Regions from separate parts of the Mus musculus genome. Here region 2 is linked to region 1. The links are chromatin contacts, called in public Hi-C maps. All regions are on one chromosome and are shown on one strand. The core of a region is the stretch at or near the end of the contact, and the rest is flanking DNA. Distances in the headings are between cores, read along the strand shown.

The links. A called contact is a pair of places that touch in the nucleus more often than the background predicts.
Region 2: a Hi-C map of double positive thymocytes shows a contact between it and region 1, with 5 times the contacts expected there. The contact joins two enhancer-like sites. A contact is called at or near these places in 1 of 39 promoter capture datasets (the C10 cell line), 1 of 15 datasets of contacts at CTCF or cohesin (the G1E-ER4 cell line) and 10 of 484 Hi-C or Micro-C datasets (the C10 cell line, CD4 T cells, the G1E-ER4 cell line and 4 more).

Annotation. Positions count from the first base shown.
Region 1 is chr2:17,288,288-17,294,047 of GRCm38.p6, reverse strand. No RefSeq gene overlaps it. Among named protein-coding and RNA genes, the nearest start is that of Nebl, 170 kb to the left of the region's middle. Within about 2 kb of position 3,302, at least 8 of the 459 cell types and tissues checked have an H3K27ac peak or open chromatin away from gene starts, as enhancers often do. A contact at or near this core is called in double positive thymocytes, where this site is marked.
Region 2 is chr2:17,410,352-17,416,111 of GRCm38.p6, reverse strand. It overlaps Nebl (nebulette), which reads left to right. Exons shown (of 26, transcript NM_001362722.1): 10 at 2,325-2,429; 11 at 4,919-5,026. Among named protein-coding and RNA genes, the nearest start is that of Nebl, 50 kb to the left of the region's middle. Within about 2 kb of position 2,186, at least 10 of the 459 cell types and tissues checked have an H3K27ac peak or open chromatin away from gene starts, as enhancers often do. A contact at or near this core is called in double positive thymocytes, where this site is marked.

The DNA of each region.
Region 1 (5,760 bases), core at 2,053-4,552:
AAAATGGCTTGATAGTCCTGGATCAACAGAGTCTTCATTTCTTCAGTCGCCCAAGCTACAACAGGAAGTTGTCAGAACTGACACTTTGCCTTTCAGCAAGTCACAGCCCTACTTCTGGTTTCTGTACACATATCTCTGAAGTGCATGAAGACAGTGAGCTGATGATAAAAGTATGACCCATATAGGTTCTGTCATTGTATCCTCAAGTCAGCTCCTTAGCAAAAGTCTTACAGGTAGTTTTGCCATCTTTTTACATGTGGGTAAATTAAGGTACAGACAGACATTGATGGTAAGACACTTGGAACAGAGATTAAAATCTAGTGGGAAATTGGGTCTGTTATAGAATTATGATGCAGTATTGGAATTATGGTGCTTTGTATGAGTTCACACTCAATAAAGGGCTATTTATTGGTATCATTGGCAAAAAACATTGGCCGTGGAGTTGTACAGCTAAAAATAAGTGTATTCATCTGACCCAGTCATGCCCTTTGAGTCAAAGTGGGAGAAGCCAGCCAGCTGCTTTCCATCTTTTCTGAGGACAAAACAAGAGAAAATAGGTTGCAGGCAGGCACATGTGGAATCTGTACATTCATTTTGAAGTGAGATTCTATTCATAAAAAATATACCCTTAGGAAGCAAAGTTTGTAAGATCAGTCAATAGAATATTTAAATTAATGACAGCAATAGCACATTTAAATCAAAGCTAACATGATATGTACTAGGAAAACAGCATGTTTTAATCATGCTCAACTTGGGAGAGGAAATGTTTTCAAGTCGAGCATTCTCATTTATCCTCAACACACCCCAGCCCTCCTACCCAGATTCTAATAAGGTGTACATCATCCTCCATATAAATTGTTTGTCTATTTTCAGAAAGGGCTGTTTCTCTTGGGAAGTTATGAATATGGATGGATCCAGCTATTCTTATTAAGGTACTAGAATACTGGTAAGGCTTTGAACATTTTTGCTATAATGAGTCACACTTAAGGTCCATGCTGATACTTAGCTGGAAGGATCAGACGCTGAGCTCAGGGCTCTGTACTCACAGTGAAGTCATGATGTCTGCTTGTACCGCCTTTGTTTCTTCTCCTAGGCATTCTGCAGCTCTCTGCAGAGCTGCAGATCCCCTTCTTTTCTACCTACCGTGCTGTTTGCTACAACTTCCTCCCCTGTTCTTCTAAACCCAGGTCTCCTTGATACCTGTGTTTCACCAATTGCCGTATCCCTCAGTGCTGGGTCAGATTCTTATGTAGCTGGTGAGCTCGGGTTGGGCCTAAGTGTCTGCTTATAACATGCTCAGATGATGCTGATGTTGTGGGTTTATACATGAGCTTCATAGTTACTATTACTGAGGATTCACTGAAAGAATCCCTCTTCTTGTCCTCTGCCCTTCTGGCTAGTTTAGAAGACACGAAGCCCTCACCTCCTTTAAAACAACTATAGTAAGTTAGAACAATAAAAAACCCTTCCTTCTGAAGATTTTGTTTCTCAAGGAAGGAAATGGATATATCTCCCTCCTTTAGACACTTTCAAACTTCCTGTCTCCTCTCATTTAGGAATGAGTGCGGGGGGGTGGGGGGGGGGGAAGAGCGACACTCAAATTTCTTTGATTGTTCCTATGTGCAAATCAGCTTTTTTCTCCGGAAAGAAGGGGTGAGGAGACTTGAAAATACCTAACAAATAACTTCTTTGGTCCACCTCACTTCTTTGATGAAATTCCCGGAATTCAAACTCATAGTACAAGTCTGAACAGTTTGTTTTCAAAGCACAGAAAACACAGGCAGCTCCCATTTCTACATGGGCTTCATCACAATTTTCTTGTTCTACATGTCAAGAGCTGAGAGAGAAGCTTCTAAGAACCTTTTCCAAAGCTGCATTTTCCCCTTGAAATATTCATTTAAGCTGCTCAGTTACCCACTGCACGGTTCATGATAAATTATTCAGATAATTGCTTTAATTCTCTGCTTCATTTTGCTAATGTAGATTTGTCCTTAGCCTCTAGATTTATTGTGGGTTTCATATTTTCAGGGAATGAGAATTACTGAAGAGCTGATTGTTTTGTTGAGGTTTGCTGCTGAGGGATTAGAAATAGCTGTGTGTCCTCATGTCACACAGTTTGAGTCTTTTTTGTGACTCTGATTATTGGATGTAATAGAGATAGCACATCTGGGCATGAAAGGTGAGGGGAAGAAGCTGCTAAAATCACTGATAAGAGTTATTGGATGGAATTTGAAAACATAATCAAATATTACCTCTAATTAGGTTGTAACCTAATTTAATTCAAACAGCAATGATGTTTGAACTCACCTCTCTCCCAACTTACTAAACCCAAAACATAATGCTTTTTTTTCAGTTTAAATTAGTGCTTTAGAAATGTAATGAAGGTTTGGGAAAGTGGCTGTGTTGGTAAAGTGTTTGCTGTGTGAGCCTGGGGACATGAGTTGACCTTAGCACCCATATAAAAAGCTTCATATGATAGTATGTTCTCAGAATCCCAGCATGGGGATGGGATGCAGGGGGTGGTGGTACATTGCTAGCCAGTCATCCTAACTTAATTGGCAAACCCCAAGTACCAATGATAGATAGACTCTATCAAAAACCAAGGTGGAAGGCTCCTGAGGAATGGTTTCTAGTCTCTGTGCACACAAGTCCAAGTGTGCACATGAACCTATATATACATGGGCATCACCTACATTCATATGAGCACACATACATGTAAATACAATAAATGCTCACTAATGCATTCGAACATCATTGCCCAAGATGTGCTGACAGAAGACTGACTTGCCTTTATTGGTTTTAGCTTGTATAGTCTGATGTGACTGTAGCTGGGGGCAACATGAGTGTTGGCTGGAGAGAGAAGTGCCCAGAACCAGTGAAAGAAGTAACTGCATGTGGTTCACGAAAAGGCACTGTGATAAAAGGTGCCCATATCTAAGAATCCCAGTAGCACCATATATTCCTGAGCATGAGAAATGAGAAACATAACTGAACTTCAAGAATATCAGAAAGCAAAACACACAGTAGAGCTTTAGGCTGCACCCTGGAGAAAAAGCCACTCACTTCAGAAATTAATTGTTCAGGGTCTGTGCCTGGGGCTGGATTTCAAGGTTTCTAGTCTGCCTTGAGTTCATTGCAAAATAGTCTTTCAAAACAGGAAATGGTGAGAAGTCAGCTCATCTTGCATTCTTCCTAACTTTTCAAAGATTCTTGTATCTGAAACACATCTCCAGGGTAGCAGTGTGTATGTTGCAGGTTAGGGCTTCTAAACTCTCAACTGTAAAACTGCTAAAGCAGTCACTGTGACTTTAGCTGAGACTCCTAGCAGTGGGGGATATGGATCCTGAAGTGGCCACTTCCTGTAGCTAGGAAGGACTCCTAGTGGCAGAATAAGGACAGCAACCCACCCATAAAACCTTTGACTCAAAATGTGTCCTACCTACAAGATATGCAGGGACCAAGATAGAGCAGAGACTGGAGAAGTGACCAACCAACAACTGGCCCAATTTGAAACCTATTTCATGGGCAAGAACCAATCCATAACACTATTAATGATACTCTGCTATGGTTGTGGACAGGAGCCTAACATAACTGTCTTCTGAGAGTCTCCACCCAACAGCCAGTGAAAAGAGATGCAGAGACTTACTTCCAAACATTGGATGGAGTTTGAGAAGTATTATGGATAGTTGGAAGAAGTATTGAAAGACCCAAAGAGGACAGGGACTCTACAGGAAGACAAACAGAGTCAACTAACCTGGACTCTTGGGGGAATCCCAGAGATTGAACTACCAACCAAGGAGCAACCTCAAGATGGACCAAGGCCCCTTGTACATATGTAGCAGATGAGCATCTTGGTCTTCATGAAATAAATCAACAACTAGAGCAGGAGTTGGCCTTGAACTTGTTGCCTGTCTGCTTCTGGATCCCATGCCCCTAAATGGACAGCCCCATTTGGCCTCAGCAGGAGTGGATGTACCTAGTCCAGCAGCTACTTGAGTGGTTGGGGGGAAGATGACATTCAGAGGGGGCCTTCTCCTCAAAATGGAAGGGAAAGGTGGAATAGAGGGGGAGACCATGTGTGAGGGGATACTTGGAAGAGCAGAGGGGCTGATAAAAATCCACAGGAGTTTAAGAAATTCTATTTCCTTAAAACTAATAACCCATGGAAAGACAGTAGTCTTTCTAGATTGTCATACCACTGTTTGGAAGGTTTCTGAGTTGTTTGTCACTCTATTGCTGAGCCTAACATGGCCTGAAGTTTTTCTTTTACCTTCAGTGACTTCCACCCTTTGATACTGCAACACTCTGTGGTGAAATTAAAGTTTTTCAGGCTCTTTCTGTTGAAGTATAAGGGCAGAGGAGATATTTGGCTTAAATGGTTCTTAATACTGTAAATATTCTCTAGATGCCTGAATGTAGTCTTTTAAACTACAACTTAATTTTAGTGGCACTCCATATACTGTAGGTTGCCAGCGTTTTTTCCTATTTAAGGTTGTTGATGAGCTGCTGGGGAGAATTTGCTTCTCCAAGATTCTCTCTGACTCCTTGCCACTGCAGCTAGTACCTGGGAATCTGAGAGTGATGTTGGACTTTGTGTATGATTCTGCCCATTGGGATGTTTAACTACATTTGAGCATTTGCTTTCATTCCTTTGGTTGCCTCATCTAGAAGAACGGACCCCATTCTTGTCTCCTGCCACTTTCTGCTCTCCTGTCTAACAGCTCTCGCAGCAAAACTTATCATTTCTTTAATCACATCCTAGTGGTTCCATTTCCTTCTGCTGGAAAGCTCTTGCCCTTTGCATTGACCAAGAGAAATCCAAGATGAAGTAAAATTTCACAAAGTTTTTTGAACCAAGCAAATAGTTCCAGGAAGCCACAGCCAAGTCAACTCTGAGTTCTGTACCCATCTCCCCACCTGGTCACATGTATAGCCAGTAAGAGGAAAACAACATGGACAATCTGATTAGCCATGGCCAAACCTTTGCTTATTAACATTGCCATGTTTTGGCAGCTGCCATGTTTTTTGGCTGAAGATTTAAGTAACTGATTACTGATGCTCAGTTGGTGTTTCAAAGCGATACTTTTAGTTTGATAACAATCTGGTTATATAACAAATAACACCCAGCATAGTTTGCCCTGTATGGAAGTTGCTTTGGTGTGCAACTTTTGCACTTAGGTGTGGAGAAAAACTTAGGCCAAACTTGACAGTTTAATATGGAGTGATGAAGCCTGTCTTCTTGAATCTGATTACATCTCCTTTTGTTCCTACTGTTTTACCTTGACTCTGCATTCCTGTCATAGAAAGTGGTTCCCAGGGTCTCCAGCATGCCACACATTCAGGTCTTTAAGGACATTTATCCTTCTGTCAAGAACTTCCTGTCTTTCTTTCGGGACTAATCTCTACAAATCTTTAAGGTCTTCATTTAGATGCTGTCTTCGCCTAGAGGGCCTCCTCATTTTCCCAGGATAAAAACTAGTCTCCTTCACAACAATAGCAAGTAGCAGAGCTCAACTTTAACCTACATGCTTATCAACTTCCTGTCTGTTTCACTGGCATTGTTTTCTTCCTTCCCAAGGGGGTGTATAGACTTGGGTTTTTATCATATAGAACTTGGCATAAGAAGATGAACTAATTTTTGCTCCTTTAAATCTTTTTCTTGTATTGTCTTGTATGTCAGTGGCTCTGCTGGCTTTCATTCACATTGTATTTAACAGTTATATGCTTTCTTCTGCTTGTTCTTGCTGTTAGTAATTTCAG
Region 2 (5,760 bases), core at 937-3,436, 120 kb before region 1:
TCAAATTTTAGTGTACACACTGTCATCTCTCCAACATTTTATTCATTAGTCACTGAGTTTGATCTCCCGTCTGCCTCAGGCTGTATCATAGAAATAATTACATCACTCAAAGGGCCAGAGAGTTTGATGTTCTCTGAATCATTTACATATTAAAATTGTATGATATTATATATGTCTTAAATTTTTTATGAGTTAGATAACCTTTTAAATATTTGTATAAAATGAATAGAAGTTTTCTTGATGTCTATTGGTTACTGGATTTTTAAAAAAACGTTGAAAAAGAAATTTGTTGTAGGTATTTGCCAAAGTTCAGTGCTGGTTTGCTGTAAATGGCTATTTTATTACACATCTCTAGATGTATTGGTCTTATCAAAATTTTTGCATTTTAACGTGTCATGTCTAGAGCAGGATGGGAAATTTAAAATCACAAATTCAATGTCTGAAGAAACACTTTGCTGTGGAAATGGAGCTTTCAATTTCCTTATAACTTTATATAAACTTAAAAATTTATGCTATGTTATTCTACATAATCTCCACTAGGAGGCAACAGAGACTATTCAATACAGAAGACAAGCCCCTGCATTAGAAATTTCATTTGCAGATTGGCGTTCAAAGGATTTGGTTTTAGCCCGTATTTTTAGTATATATCCATTATTCTGAGTATAATTCCCTCGACTTCATTAGTTATGGACTTTGATACCATATTAGAATATGTTCTGCCTTAATGCATTCAAATTATAGTTGTTTAATAAGTAGATATTATAAAAAAATCTAAACAAAGCATAAACATTTTTTGATATCTTATTTCAGGTTTAAACTTTGCCTTTTGTTAAGTTAGATTTTATTTAGTTTTAACTTAAGATTCATAGAGTAACCCAAGATGTAATATATGAACTTTATTAAGACTTTCCTGTGGTGCTTTTCTAAAGCCACTTCATTCTGGTTAGAAGTCAGTGACATACATCCTTGCTCCCCAAGTGACAGGGAGCACTTGAAGTCAGGCTCTCTCTGGAACTTTGCCCCTGTGAAGCAACAGCTCTGTGGCCGGTCACAGACACCTTCTCTCTCTTTCTGTTCCTGATGTTCAGTGTTCCTTTTCCTGCTTCTGTCCACAGAGCATCTCCTTGGATCACAGGAGTCTCTTTACTGCACTTCTTCCAAAGCTGCATGCATTCCCCTTCACTCTGTACAAAGCTATTTTTTCCTGTAACTCATGGGCAGTTGATCTTTACCTTTGTAGGTCCCCGCAGCCTTGGATCTCATTTGCTTGCTGAAGTCTTTTCAAGTAGGACTAATTCGAAATATCTGGTCTCTAGTGCTAGAAGTCTTGTTCTTCTGCTGCTGGTCTAAAGTACAATGCCATCAATACTTTTTCTGGTCTCTTCCAAATTTACCTTCTCACGTATGTCATAATACCAGAGGGCCTATGCCAACAGCTTCAACTTATAAATCCAATAAATTGGAGCTGGAGAGGTGGCTCCAATGGCTAAGATCACTGGCTGCTCTTCCAGAGGTCCTGAGTTCAATTCTCAGCAACCGCATGGTGGCTCACAAACATTTGTAAAATGATCTGATGCCATCTTCTGGCCTGCAGGTGTACTTGCAGCTAGAGCACTCATACATAAAATAAATCTTAAAGAAAAAAAATCCAATGAATTGTACCCATTTTCTTTAGGTCCTTTTCTCAGTGCCTCCCACCATCCTTTCCTTGGAATTTAGAGACTTGCTCAATTATCTTTCAGCTTCTCTCTGTCTTCATCACTTCCATTCTTACTCATGGTCCAGCTTCTCTCTATAGCCACCTTCCTGGAGTCTAGTTCCCTCGCTCTCTTCTTTTTGTTTCTATTTCTTCTGCACAGTCTTAAACAGCATTCTGTCCTGTGATAAGAAGCAGTGTCTATATGTCACCTCATCTTGCCCACTCACAATCTGTGGGATCCCATCTAATTGACTGTGCCCCATGCCACATTTATAATTAATCAGTGAATGTTTCTTGGGCTCTTCCTATGGCCACCTACAGTGAGACCGTCTGGCTTTGTCCATTTTTCTTAGCTGCAGAACCTCCTCCACACCAGCTGTTACAGAGACTGGCTCTTTAACAGCATCGTGGCTCCTTTCCACTGGCTTGATTGTTGTGTTCTTTACTAAGAGTTGCTGGGAAACTGGCTCAATCTGTGGCCCAGGGTTACCTGGAACTCACAGTCACCCTGTCTTAGTCTCCCGTGTGCTGGGATGAGAGCCACCACACCCCAGTTAAATTCCTAAATCTTGATTTTAGTCATCAATCTTTTATTTCTAACTTGTTTTCATGTTTTTTTTTAAAGTGGGAATATAAAAGGGATTTTGAAGAAAACAAAGGATTGTATCACTTTGATGCGGAGGCCCCTGAACACCTGCACCATAAAGGAAACGCCACCCTCCAGAGTCAGGTGCGCTTTCTGAGCTCTGCTCATCCCATACCCACTGCTCAGTGCTGTGTTCTTCGAAGAATGGAGCCCAAGAACATTAACGTTTCAGAAAAAAAATATTATCTTGGATCCTTTTTTTTTTAATCTTTTGGGTCAGCTGAAGCCATGTTTCAGCATATAAAAGTTTCATAAAAATAAATTCTTCATATAATTAAAAAGTTTAGATCTAGGAACTAATTAAATGGTGATCGAATCTCATGATGATTTAAAATTTTACCGTGTGCTGACTTGACATTTTTGAGCTACAAAATTAATTTTCTGGGTGTAAGGTTTATTATAATTTCTCCATTTAATTATAAGTGTTATTGGAAAGGGAAAACATCCTCACTAATGCATTTTAAATTGATGTTTCTTCTAACCATGAAACCCTATGTAGTCTGTAAAAGAACTTCATTTTTTTCTCTTCCTAGCACACTGTAAAGTCAATATCTGTTTTTAAATTATCATTTCAAGTTTAAATAGTTGCTAAGGATGCCATTTCTAGCATCTGTTAAAGTAAACATTTACATGACTCTTTTAGATGTATTCTGTGGAGCATAAATTCCATAATGATTTGAACATAAATTAACTCCCTGTATCAGTTTTCTTTTCTGTTGATAAAGCACACCAACAGAAGCAACTCAAGGGACAAAGGGTTCGCTGCGTTCCCAGGTTACAGTCCTTCCCTGTAGGGACGCCTAGATGGTGGTAACGTGAAGCTTCTGGTTACACGGATTCAGCCATAGTGAGGAACACACAGCAATGGATTAATGTGTATATTCTTGTGCTCAACTCATTTTCTCCCTTTTCCCAAAGTCTAGGACAAAAATCTAAGGAATGATGTTACCTATTTTTAGGCCGTCTCTTCATTGAACATAAACAAAATTCTTTCTCAGGGAAGACTAGAGTGTATGGAGTTTGCAGTTGACACCTCAACACCTCCCTCCCCAATGTTTGGAAGTAGGAGTTTTGTCTTTAAATTCTCTCTCTCTCTCTCTCTCTCTCTCTCTCTCTCTCTCTCTCCCCCCATTCCTCCCTCCCTCCCTCCCTCCCTCCCTCCCTCCCTCCCTCCCTCCCTTCCTTCCTTCCTTCCTTCCTTCCTTTCTTCCTTCCTTCTCAAGATAGGGCTGACCTAGGCATTAACTATGTAACTTGACTTACAACTGACCTACTTCTGCCTCCCCAATGTTAGGTTTACAGATATGTAGTATTATGCCTGCCCAAATACTTACTTTTCTTTCAATTTTTCCCACAAAATTTTATTCTAATATAGTATGATATCATGTACGAAGCAAAATCATCTATAATGAAATAATGTCACAAATAGGTATTTCAAAATTTATTTCCTGTCATCACAAAGTTCTAAGTATAAGAAATTTTCTTTTAGGTTGATCTAGTAATCGTTATCATTATACAACTTAAATAATTTCACAAGCAATTATGGAGCCCAAGAATTAATGAAAATGCATTTTTGAATGAAGTGAGTCGTGATCAAAGCTTTTCTAAGAGCTCAGTGAAAATATTGCTAAATGCAACCATTCTGATGTCTTACATACAATTTTAGCTTTTGTTTTTAAGAAATGGAAGACATCAACTTGGGGATAGAGCTCAGCTAAGAACAATGTTTGTTTTTCGAGTGTTGGAGACTAAAGCTCATGCCTAAACCAGGCTAAAACCTGGGAGTAGCTGCATGTACCTGAAACTGTACTATATGCTGGGGGTGATGGAGACAGGAGAGTTCCTGGGGTTTCCTGGCTTGAAGCCTAACTCCACATCCAGATGTCTCTATCTCAAGGAAGTAAGACAGAGAACAATAGAAGGGAAAACTCAGCTTCTTCATCTAGCCTTTGTGGCACATGCACAGCCACACACACCTGCACACACACTTTTGTGCACACACCACACAATACACCACAGACACAATACACATGCATATCTACAGAGAGAAAAGAAAAAATCAAAACTTGAAGCAACAGAAACTATCCTCCCCTTTATAACCAGAAAGGAAATAAAACTAATTTTAAGTGATACAGATAATTCATAATATATTATTAAATACATATGAATAACCCCATATATTTAACAAATATCTATATATTCTACCTATTTGGCACAATATTTTATTTCTCCTCCCTAGAATACATTATTTAATGTCCCAAAACACTGAACACCCTTTGGTTGGGCTAAAGTAAATTTTTATCCTTAAAAGTTTCTATGTTCGGCCCTTGTATGTCACTAACTTTGAGGAACATACTCATCACACTAAAGTGCAAGACTAACATGAGAACACAAAACAGGATGATTAATTTTGGTTACATTTATTGTGTTTTCTTTACTACATGAGATTTGGTTGTTGTTGTTATTATTGTTGGGAATTGAACCCAAGACTTTGCTAAGAATGTGCTCTAACACTGAGCTATACGTAGCCCTTAATTTTTTAAAATATGATTTTAGTATTTTTTTCAATGCAGGTAAAATACAGAGAAGAATATGAGAAAAATAAGGGAAAGTCCATGCTTGAGTTTGTTGAGACACCATCATATCAGTCTTCAAAGGAAGCTCAGAAGATGCAGAGTGAGGTAGGATACTGGGCTTGCCGCCAATTGTTCTGTAGATACTTGATGTCTTCTCATTTGCGAAGAATCACTCAGTGATGAGTGGGGTCTAGAGATAGGAGCGTTGCTCTGTGGGGCTGGCTTGGGACCTGTGTTCTAGAACCAACATTGCTTTGGGTGGCAGGGTCAAGGAGCCCACTACTAGATGCATCCTGTATAGGACAAGCTTCAGGACCTTGTTCTAGACGCAGCACAGCCCCGTGTTCTAGATCCAGCCCTTCACTGCCAAAGGTCACTGAATTTGTCTGCTCCCCAGTTCTGCTGATCAACAACTAGAGCTATCAAGCAGAGGCGTTCCTCACTGTCCTCATCCCGTGGAAAAACACCGACATAGTTTCAGATTGTCCAGGATTATACACTAACACTTTCAAACTGTAGCAATGTAAAACTGTATATAAAACTAATTAAAAAATGACGACCTGGTTGCTTTTCTTCCCCTTCCTCTGCAATGGTAATAGAACCAACATTTAAATAATTTAAATCCTTGTTTTGCACCTGATGCCTTGCTAAGAGCCACACCTACATCAGCTCATTTAATCCTTAAGGTAATGGCTTGAGGAGAATGTGAGTCGTAAAATAATAATACACTGAACTCCACTATCTTAAGTACAATCACGTGTCTGGAAAATGTCACCAGGGTTTTAGGACCTGGTAGCAATCAAGGTACTTCCTTTCCTTTTCTGCAAGTTTATTTAACT